Regions from separate parts of the Mus musculus genome. Here region 2 is linked to region 1. Evidence: chromatin contacts called from public HiCAR-type data. All regions are on one chromosome and are shown on one strand. Each heading gives the region's core, a stretch centred on a gene start, on an enhancer-like site or on the middle of the called end of the contact. The rest is flanking DNA. Distances are from core to core; before and after follow the strand shown.

Region 1 (5,401 bases), core at 1,457-3,956:
CTTGTTTTCAAATTCTTTATGTGAATATCAGTATGGGTTAAGCCAGTTTAGTGACCAGAAAATTAAAAATAAGAAGAAAAGAAGGAGGACTAGCCAGGCATGGTAGTCCACACCTGCAATCCCAACTCTTGGTTGGTAGGGGCATGAGGATCAGGGGTTCAAAACCAGCCTTGGCTATCTGAGGTCTTGTCTCAAAAACAAACCCACGAAACTCCAGAAATTAAAAAAAAAACATAGAAGGAATGAAATAGGAAGAGAGGAAGAAGGAAGTTCTAAAGAGGAAGAAAATAAATGCATGAAGGAGTTGCTTTATTATTATTAATTTATTAATTAAATAATTTATTTTTAGTGAGGGAATTGAACCCAGGACTTCGCTCATGCTAGGCAAATGTCCTGCCATGCCGTGTGTGGTCCTGCATAGCTTTCTAGTTGCTTTATTTGCAGTATCTTTCCCCCCCACCCCTGAATTGTGTTGCTTTTGAGAAAAAGGACCCAGGTTATCGTAGCAGAATTGGCATAAAACTGCTGAGGCTCAAGGGCAATTATTAATTCCATTAACCATGCTAAGAGTGAGCAGAGTAGTGCCCCTTCTGGGACAACTGGGGACACAGAAGAGACCAAGGCCAGGAATCACTGATCTTTACACTGTTCCTGTCTATCCATCTTTATCTTGGGGAAGACCTGCCCTTTTCTCTTGGGGTTGAACTCAGGAAGTCTCAAGGAAGCATTGGCCTGCCTTGGCTCTTGTGCTTACCTTGTAGTCTGGGAAACAAAATGTAAGAGCTGGTAGCTTTTAGGAGAATACAACTGGCATTGGGTGGGAGGAAGTTGTCTCTGGAAAAATGGAGCGTGCATTTCTAGAAGGGGGTGGAGGTATCCCAGGCAGGCAGAATAAGAGACTCCCATCTAAGTGTTCCCTTTTTGAACAGCCTTCCTCTCATCTTGACTGTGAGCTGAGACACACAGGGATAGGGTAATCTGTTTTCCTTCCAGGCTACTATCTTCCATTCCTTGTTCAAAAATTGTCTTCAGGCTGGGACTGCCTAAAAACAGCCTTTCCCAGAGTGCCCTCCCTCCTACATTCCCTGTAGATCAAGAACCTTCTTCTTCTTTTTTTTTAATTATTGTTGATTTTTTTTGTTTTTTTTAAAATATTTTTTATTACGTATTTTCCTCAGTTACATTTCCAATGCTATCCCAACAGTTCCCCATACCCTACCCCCACCCCCACTTCCCTACCCACCCATTCCCATTTTTTGGCCCTGGTGTTCCCCTGTACTGGGGCATATAAAGTTTGCGTGTCCAATGGGCCTCTCTTTCCAGTGATGGCCGACTAGGCCATCTTTTGATACAAGAACCTTCATTTTTAAGGTCACCCGTATATTAGTTTTTTTCTTTTTCTTTTCTAGAAAGTTGTATGCATGAGTATACAAGGCTCAACCTTTGAACACTGAGTTGGAATGTTTTCCACGACTGTGACAAAATACACAAGAACAATCATCTTAAAAGGAAGAAAGGTTTATTTTGGCACACAGTTTCAGAGAGTTTAGTTTGTGAGCTATTTGGCACCATTAGTTTTGTGCTCAGAGCCATTAGCACCCCAAGGGGTTCAAAACTCAAAGAGAGGCAGAGAGGGAGGGGCTGGCATACCAAGATCGCCTTAAAGGGCGTTCAGTGCCTCTACTCCTTTCCCCAAAGCTCATCTCCTAAAGATTGTTCCACCTCCCTGAAGCCCCACAGGCTCACTATGTCTGGGTTAAAAGTTGGGAGACATTATAGAGACTTAAAAGAAGGTTTTGAAAATCTTGAACTCAGCAAAAGAACCAGGTTCCATCTGCCCACACTTGTCCCTGTAAAGCTTGAGTCTGTTCTGTGTCTTACAAGGGGATCTGACAATTTCAAATAACGGATGAAGAAACAAACAGAAACAAAAACAAAACAAAACACACACACAAATAAATAAATATGCATATATATGAATGAAATAAAAGCCGGAAGGGAAATCCAAGAGGAAAGGGGTCTACAGGGAAGAGAAGAGGAACATGGGAGGGTAATAGATTTTATGTGTCATGAAACAGAAGTGTGTGTGTGTGTGTGGGGGGGGGGGGGTAGCAGCAAAGCAGGCGATGAGAGAGAAAAGGAGAAATGGGTAAGAAAATGTAGTGATGTATATGTCTAAACATGTCACAACAAATCCCATTTCTTTTCTAAAGAGAAAGTTATTTTTTAAATGATTTTTTTTAAAGCAAGGTTTCTCTGCATACTCCAGGCTGACCTTGAATTTGTAATCTTCCTGCTCTCACCTCTTGAGTGTACTGGGTTACAGGCATTCACCTCCTGCCCTCTCAGTGATGGGGATGCACTGTGCAGCCCCCCTTCCCCAACATTGAATGCTGATGTCCCCTTCATCGGTACCAGCTGGCCAGCTGCTGCTGCAGCAGAGCGTGGGGAAAAGGAAAAGGTACAGGAGGGCTCTGCAGATGCTCTGGGTTTCTCTCACAAGACCTGTTCTCATGCCTAGAGCAGTCTCATGGCTCGGCCCATGGGGCCATGGGGCTCTGATTCCAGTTTCTTTTTTCTTAGCCTTCAGGACTTCCCAGCCTTGGTCTCGTGGGGTTTGTGTGTTTGAAGCCTGGGAGTATAGAGCGGGCAAGGGCTGGGGGAGGGAGGGTTGAGTGGAGTGGGTGGTAATATTTTCCAGCTCTTTCTCTAAAGTGTCTGCCTTCCCTTAATGGACACGGAAGTGAGCCAGCCGCTGACTGTGCTGGCTGCAAGATTGGCTACTGCTTACATCATCTGCGCAGCCAGACTGGGGACAGGATGGGGGTGGGGAGAGGCGGGGAAGAAACTGAGCAGGGATTAATCCATCCCTGAGGGAACTGGTGGACAAAGGCAGTGGTGATCAGGTAACCCTTTTCCCAAGCACATGTCTTGGGGAGGTGGAGGAGAGCCAGGGAGTGACATTAGTACACGCATGGTGTACTTCTTATTTGCTTCACCTTTTGTCAATGTCTGAGGTCCATTGCATGCCGCTCTATGCAGTTCTACTCTGTTAGCGATGATTGAGACTATGTCATGAAGTATATCTTGAGTGACATGGAGTGGCCCAACATTAGCAGCTCTCTTGGCATTTGAGTGTTTATTGCATAGATTAGGTTCTACATGAGGAACCATCTCCATGGTTGGAGATGGGTGACAGTATTAATTTGTCATTGCCCAGTAGTCTAAAGAACAATATCAAGGATGGCGGGGTTGAAGAGGACATCTCTGATCTCAGCTGGGTAGGCTTATGTGTTTATGGACAGACTGATGGATCGCTTGGCTAGATGATGAAAACCTGGCTCCATTTACTTATTCAACCTCACATATGCTCACTCCTCCTACCACAGGAGAACTTGGGTGTGTCCATGTGGCAGGGAAAGGGGTTCTAGAAGGGGAAAGGCATTGTTGCTTTGGAGCACACTCTATTGCTCAAGAAAACTACAAAGCAACCTGGATTCAGGAGAAGGGAGAAGATGCTCTCTCTCTCTCTCTCTCTCTCTCTTTCTCTCTCTCTCTCTCTCGTGTGTGTGTGTGTGTGTGTGTGTGTGTGTGTGTGTATACACCTGTGGAAGCTAGAAATTGACTTTCTTTTTTGAGACAAGGTCTCAAACTACCCGAAGTTCAATGATTCACGTAGCAAGGCTGGTCAGGAAGCCCCAGGGACTCTCCTGCTTCATCCTCCACTGCACCTTCCTGATCTTGACCTTTGATGTGGGTCCTAGGGATCATACTCATGGTAATGGGGAAGCACTTTGTTGGATGAGCCATCTCAGTTGCTCGACAACTGTTTGCTATCAGTGCCGTTGTCTTCATCAGGAGCCCCCCCCCCCCCCGCAAAACAAAACAAAGACAACAACAACAACAACAAAAATTTCTTCCAGCTGGCCTGATGCACCTTTTTGCCAAGTCATAGCTTTCCCCTCTGACTCTATTTTTCTTTTGGGTTCATTTCTCTTTCCCACTGTGCTTTCTGAGAGATATGGATCTATGATAGTCAAGAAAAGAGTATAGGTAGCGTTTCCCATTATTCCATTGCTAATGAGAAAATAAATCAATCTGTTCCTCTTAGTTTGTGGTGGGCCCCACAGACTACGTCATCCTTCACCTATGTAATCCTTGCATAGTAGAACTTGCTCAATACTGGGTGCAGGGTGGGTGGTCAATACATTGCTGCAAGCATTGTACCTAAAAATCAGAAAAAAAAAAAACCCCTGTAGATTGGAAGGTGTTCTGTTCTGTTTCATCTTGGTGAAGCGACAAAAAGCACAGAGGATAGACCCTGCACTATGATGGATGTCTTAGAAGGACCACTCTCTTCTGACTCTGTATCTCAAAATTAAGTTACTGAGCAGAGTTTTAAGGGCAGCTTGGATTCAAACCCACTGAAGCCACTGTCCTTCATGTTCCTTCCTGGGTGCTGTGTTTTACTTTCTCATCAACTCACAGTGAATTTGGTAGAATGAGGAAGACTTAGGAAAAGAGCAAATAATGACAAATAAGCCAAGGGCAACAAATAAACAACCAGTCTATCAAATTGCACTAATTGATCTAATCACAGAGCAGGGGGGAAATGAGAAGGTTAGGGCGGTGGAAGATACAGAAACCAGGCAAGTACAGAGGTCACAGGGATGAACTTTTATTTTTATTTTTTTTAAAGATTTATTTATTTATTTTATGTATATGGGCACACTGTGACTGTCTTCAGACACACCAGAAGAGGGCATCAGATCCCATTACAGATGGTTGTGAACCACCACGTATTTTCTGGGAATTGAACTCAGGACCTCTGGAAGACTAGTCAGTGTTCTTAACCACTGAGATACCTCACCAGCCATGGCATGAACTTTTATTAATAGGGCAAGACAAGCTTATCTCTCCCTTCCCTCTGCTCAATAAATTGTGTGTGTGTGTGTGTGTGTGTGTGTGTGTGTGTGTGTGTGTGTTCCAGGAAATCTGAGAGGGAAGATCGATGGCCAGTGGCTCTTGCACCTACAAATGTTTCAACAGCCTCTGATGCCTGGTTCTTTTGATTTGTTTGTTTGTTTGCTTTTTTTGAGGCAGGGTTTCTCTTTGGAGTCCTGGCTGTCCTGGGACTTGCTGTGTAGACCAGGCTGGCCTCAAGCCTGCTGAATGCTTGGTTTAAGGGCATGTATCACCGTACCTGACCTGTCTGATTCATCTGTATCTGCCTCATAAGGACATCAATGGTGCCAGCTGCTGAACCTAGGATGCCAAGATACATAACCTAATTTCATTTTAGTCATTGGCCAAGTTCTTCTGGAGCAGAGAGGTGCTCAACCGATGGCTGAAGGGGCTCTCCCTCTGTTCCCTGAGTCAGATGTCCTTGTGAGCAGGGACA
Region 2 (5,784 bases), core at 2,689-5,188, 840 kb after region 1:
CCCGTGAAAGGGTTGTTTGTCTGCCCTCCCCAAAGGGGTTGCAACCCACAGGTTGAGAAACCCTACTTTAGATGGTTGGACAATTTGGACTCCTGTGGTTATGCTCAGTTGGCTCCATCATTTTGACCTTGGAGGACATTTTACAGCCTGTTCTTGACCATCTGTCCAGCTTACCTGTATCAGAGTTGCAAGCTTTGGCACACAACCGTGTTTATAGAATTTGCTTGTCTAGAGCCTGAACTCTTTCTGTTGATGATGAACAATGTGAAAATGGAGAGCCTGGCTTTTATCTCTGTGTCTTCAAAACTAGCCCTACTGACCTGCACATAGCAAGTGCTTGATATAGCTTAGTAAACAAATGAAATAATGAATGAAGACCCACTATAGACCCAGTGCTAGCTAGGCAGCCTGGGGGAAAGAGGGGTAATGACATCTCTACAGGGAAGACAGGAGTAGGTGTTAGAGTGTGTTTGTGAAAGTTCATGAATCTATGTGCCTATGAGTATGTGTCTGTGCTTGTGTGTTATAAGTATGAGAGAATTTGGGAAAGTGTTATAAGTGTGTGTATGTGTATGTGTGTGTGTGTGTGTGTGTGTGTGTGTGTGTGTGTGTGTGTGTGTGTTGTGGGTGTGAAAGAGTTTGGGAAATTATGTGGGGTGTGTGTGTGTGTGTGTTTGTGTGTGTGTGCTGTGTGGTATGTATGTGTATATATGTATGTAGTATGTATCTGGTATGGGGGGGTATGTATGTGTGTATATGTATATGGCGTGCTATGTATGTGTATGTTGTCTTCTGAGTGTTATAAAGTTTGGGAGATTGTGTTCTGTGTGCATGTATGTGATGTGGTATATGTGCATGTGGATGTGTGTGTGTGTGCTATGAATGTAAGAGAATTTGGTGGAATATGTTATGAGGGTGTATATGTGTATGTCTTGTGAGTATGAGTTTAAAGGACCCTGTGGGGGGGGGGGTATCTGTGTGTGTGTCTGTGTGTCTGTTCATATGTGTGTGATGTATAGTATGTATGTGTGTGTAGACTCTGTGTGTGTGTGTGTGTGTGTGTGTAGGAGGCCAGGTGGGCTCCAGAGGGAAGGTAAATCCAAGCAAAGTGGAGCTGCAGACAGACTGCCGGGTCAGCCGTTTCTATTCATTAGACTCAGTTAATGCTATAGCCTCCACTCCCTTTTGCCTGAGTAAACAAACCCTAAAAGATTTTTCAAGCTTATGCCCTTGTTTTCTTAGCTCTTCTGAGTGAGCTGGCAGCCAAAAGTATTGGGCACACCCCTCTCTTTCAACAACCTCCAGGGGCTCAAACTGATGGACAACACATGGAAGGCTCCAGCATGGGGGCAGTTGCTGGTGGACTTGCTAACCTGGGCAAGGACCTGACTAAATTGAATTAGTCTACAGGAATCCCACCCCATCTCTCACATGGACCAGCTCATCCTTTCCACAGATGAAAGGAACACCCTCTTTTCCATCTTCCATTGATCCCTCACTATCTTCTTTTTTTAAGAAAGATTTGTTATTATTGTTTTTTACTTATGTGTGTGTGTGTGTGTGTGTGTGTGCACTCACACACACGTGCCTCTATAGGTACACATGTGTGCATGCATGCATGCAAGACAGAGGTGAGTGTCAGATGCCCTGGAACTAGAATTATAAGCCATTGTGAGCCACCAGACATAGCTGTTGGGAACTGAATACCAGACCCCTGAAGGAACACTGCCATCTCTCCAGACCTTCCTCGTAGTCTTTGTCCCTGTTTCCTACTTAATTCTGTTGCTTTGTCTTGCAGGTTTTATGTATAGACAATCACACACATTTAATTTCTACTTGTGATAATATACGCTAGCAGTTAGGGTACTTCACTAAATTCCAGTAGCCCATCCTACATTGCATAGATGTACATGCACATGCACACACTCACATGTATACACACATGTACATGCACACTCACATGTACACACACATGTACATGCACACACTCACATGTACACACATGTTCGTGCACACACTCACATATATACACACATGTACATGCACACACTCACATGTGCACATGCATTCATTCACACACTCACATGTACACACATATGCACATGCACACACTCACATGTATACACACATGCACAGGCATATACAGACATGCCCTGCAAGTCCCCTTCCACATGGAATATGAAGTTCTTTGCCCCCAGAAAGCTCCTACACACTGTGAGGCTTAGCCTGTGTGTTATAGGAACTGATCTGAAAGAAACTGCATTAGAAATTGAACAAACCAAGGGGACTGGTGAAAGGAAGGGGGCCTTGTGCCAACTAACAGAGGAGGGCTTGTTTCAATTAAAGACCTGCAGATTTTGTCCTGGTCTAGAATGGCTGGAACATTCTAATAACATGAGCATATTTTCTTTGAGATTGACCCCATGTACATATAAATCTTATATATTTGCTCAGCGTTTACTGCCATTATTTATAATGGCCCTGGAATGCTGCAGATGTTAGGCCAATGCTGGTTAACATCAAAACTTCTAGAAGGTAGGGAACCAGACCCAAGCCACAGAAGTCTCCAGCTCCAACTGTGTTTCAAATGCATCAATAAGGCTTTTGTTAACATTCGCTTCAGATCTTACTGGATAGATGGAACAGCTGACCTCTAGCACCCCACACAAGTCCAAACTGGCTGCTCACGGGCACAGAGACTGATGGAAGGCAAGGACTCTTCTCAACACTGGGATTTTGATTCTGAGATGCATGTATGGGACAGATCCCCGGAGCTGTGGTCAGAAGAGGATCTTCCAGCTGGAGCATCTACTGGCCTCCAAGTCTCTCAAAGCTAACAATCCCATAGCGACTAGGAGAATGACAAAATGAACAGGAAGGCTCTCCAAAAGGTACTCTTTTTTTTTTTTTTTTTTTTTTTTTTTTTTTTGCATCAAGACATCAAAAGAAACTCATGCCAGTGTGCAGCTCTCTCAGTTCCTTTGGATGGTGTAGACCTCTTCTCCTTCCCCACACTTCCTCAGCTGTTCTTCACCTGAAGGGCTTCTGTAGACACTGGTAGAAGATCACCCCAGATTTTCCTCAGTGACCTGCTCAGGCACATTCCAAAGTTCTATCTTCTGCTGTGGCCTTCAATCCAACATCACTCAGATAGTGTGCCTTTCCTCCATCCCCCACGGAGATGCTGGCTAAACTCTGAAGGTGACCTCAAACCACACTGAATCCCCAACGCTCACCTGGAATACCCATCAGGTTCTAATTTTATTTTTATTCAAACAATTTCAAAATATCTTGAACTAAGAAAATGAGAAAACACAGCACAGGGTAATTTTGAATCTACCAGAAACTTCCTTCTTCTCCTTCTCCTTCTCCTCCTCCTCCTCCTCCTCCTTTTTCTCTTATCATTTTTGGAGTTAAAACATAAGACACAATAAAAGCCAAATCATTGCTCTTCCTCTTCAACCCCAGGTCACCCCCACTTTGTGGACATGGGACACATAGACAAGGTAGCTCCTGTGAGTCTCCCTTCATTATCCCCAACTGTAACAACATCCATCCATCTTTTTCCTGCCTTGCCTTAGCCTTGCAGCTTTCCCTCCTGGTGCTGAGCAGGCCACCCACGGGCCTCCAAAGCTGGCCCTTAGCCAAGCAGAAAGAGTCCCACGGTGACGCTAAGCTGACCTTGCCCTGGGCTTCTGACCCTCTTCCCTTTGAATTTTCTCCAAGAGCCTATCATGCCAGGGTCACAAACTCTTAAGTCTGCCTTCTTTGTAGCTCTGGCCGGACCAGTCTACAAAAAGTTCAGTGACCCACCCCTGCTACCCCCTGAATAACACTAGATTGCACTGGCTTCTCCTCTCCAAGAACCACCGTTCTACACGCACTTCCACCCAGCATCCTCCGCCACCCCCTACCCGTTCTAGCCAGTGGTGACTCACAGGAGTACAGAACAAATCAGCTCTCTAATTGCTAATTTTTTCCAGTTTGCTCCTAACTGCTCAAGATATTTGTACTTCGGATTCTTCTCTCACAGCTGTACATGTGCGGTTCCAGCCTGGACTTGGTTGAGTTCCTGTCTCTTCCCACCAAGAAAGGATCTCTAAATGTGAAAAGTTCTGTCCTGAATTCTTTTTTGCTGTCCACCAGCTCCTCCAATTCCAGAATCCATGCATGGCTTAAAGAGAAAGCTGGGCAGGGCAAACATCCCAACATCCCACCCTCCAATACTGCTCAACCACAATAGGGGCTGTTGCAACCCCTCCCTACTTAGAGAAACCCTGGTGCCTCCCAAAATAATCTGCACACATCTCCAGCTGAAATTTACAAGGAATCCTATCATATTTTTTTCTCAAATTTTCCAAATCTGTGACATCAACGGGATCTCTTTCATCCAGTTATTGAGTAATAACTGGGAATGGAAAAAAAGGAATGGAACAGAAGACCAGCCCACCCTCCCCTCCCCTTCTAAGGCTTCAGCGGTTCCTTGCTGTTCATCTGTGCCACTGGGGTACTAGCTAGGCTCACCACACTCCTGCCCCAGCTTTTGCCTTTTCCCCTAGGGAGAACCCTCTTATACTTCCTATGGGGTCCTTGGAACATATGAAGAAGAATTATGTTTAGATTCAAAGACCATATATGTGCCACACTAAGAATCAATGACACCTGTACATTTGCATGTGTGGAACCACACCAAGTCCCAAAGCCAGTGTATCCATCTTTCTGGTACTCTCTGAAATGAAGCATGCATGGTCCAGATGGTGGGGTGGATTCTGTTTTAAAGTGACTCCCCACTCCTTACCTGCTAGGCTCATTATCTTCCAATTTCTTTTCAATTGAGATTATTTCAGAGTATCTTAAGCAAAAGAAGAAAGAAAAGGAAAGGAAAGGGAAGGGAAGGGAAGGGAAGGGAAGGGAAGGGAAGGGAAGGGAAGGGAAGGGAAGGGAAGGGAAGGGAAGGGAAGGGAAGGAAAGGAAAGGAAAGGAAAGAAAGGAAAGGAAAGGAAAGGAAAGGAAAGGAAAGGAAAGGAAAGGAAAGGAAAGGAAAGGAAAGGAAAGGAAAGGAAAGGAAAGGAAAGGAAAGGAAAGGAAAGGAAAGGGAGGGAGGGAGGGAGGGAGGGAGGGAAGTAGGGGAGCGAGCATCTGACAAAATGGAGAGACACTGATGGAAGAAGAAAAACTGACCCAAAGCACTCAGACCTTGAGCAGCAGCTCCACACCCTAGTTACCCTGGAGCAAAGTTTAGTGTACTAGTCTTGGTTCCAGAAAGTGTCCCAGGTATCTTGGTCTAAACTCCATGCCCTTTGTAATCTCTGATGCTAAGAAATCCTAAATCCATACTCTGCCCTGTGTGAGACCTGTGTGAGACCTGTGTGAGACCTGTGTGAGACCTGTGTGAGACCTGTGTGAGACCTGTGTGAGACCTGTGTGAGACCTGTGTGAGACCTGTGTGAGACCTGGTGACTGCTGTGGACTTCTGATAGAAAATGACCTCTCTGGAAGGTCACTGGGAAACTGCCTGTTTCTACCACTGGACAAGCTCCCCCCTGCCCTTGGAATTCACACCAATTACATAATTCCAGGTTCCTACCCTCAACCTGCCTCATTTTACAGATTCAGAAACTGCTGCAGATGCTAAAGACCCAAGCTCTATTATCCCTGACCTGTGCTCCAATTCATGCTGTTGTTTCAGAAGCCCACCAAGAAACACCACTGGAGGAAAACACTACCTTTGCTTGTGTTTAATCTACAGATTAAAAACCAGAAGTCACATCAAGGTAATGTCTT

The links. HiCAR-type assays count read pairs that join an accessible place to other places.
Region 2: a contact with region 1 is called in a HiCAR-type map of fibro-adipogenic progenitors, with 7 times the contacts expected there. The contact joins two enhancer-like sites. A contact is called at or near these places in 3 of 115 datasets of contacts at active chromatin or transcription factors (embryonic basal ganglia, embryonic stem cells and fibro-adipogenic progenitors) and 1 of 9 other capture datasets (embryonic stem cells).

What each region holds. Positions count from the first base shown.
Region 1 is chr1:72,960,920-72,966,320 of GRCm38.p6, forward strand. No RefSeq gene overlaps it. Among named protein-coding and RNA genes, the nearest start is that of Gm31137, 21 kb to the right of the region's middle. Within about 2 kb of position 2,707, at least 109 of the 459 cell types and tissues checked have an H3K27ac peak or open chromatin away from gene starts, as enhancers often do. A contact at or near this core is called in fibro-adipogenic progenitors, where this site is marked.
Region 2 is chr1:73,795,618-73,801,401 of GRCm38.p6, forward strand. The region is part of intron 6 of 6030407O03Rik (RIKEN cDNA 6030407O03 gene); the gene reads right to left. All of the region lies in intron 5 of Gm29183 (a long non-coding RNA gene), which reads right to left. Among named protein-coding and RNA genes, the nearest start is that of Gm29183, 29 kb to the right of the region's middle. Within about 2 kb of position 3,939, at least 7 of the 459 cell types and tissues checked have an H3K27ac peak or open chromatin away from gene starts, as enhancers often do. A contact at or near this core is called in fibro-adipogenic progenitors, where this site is marked.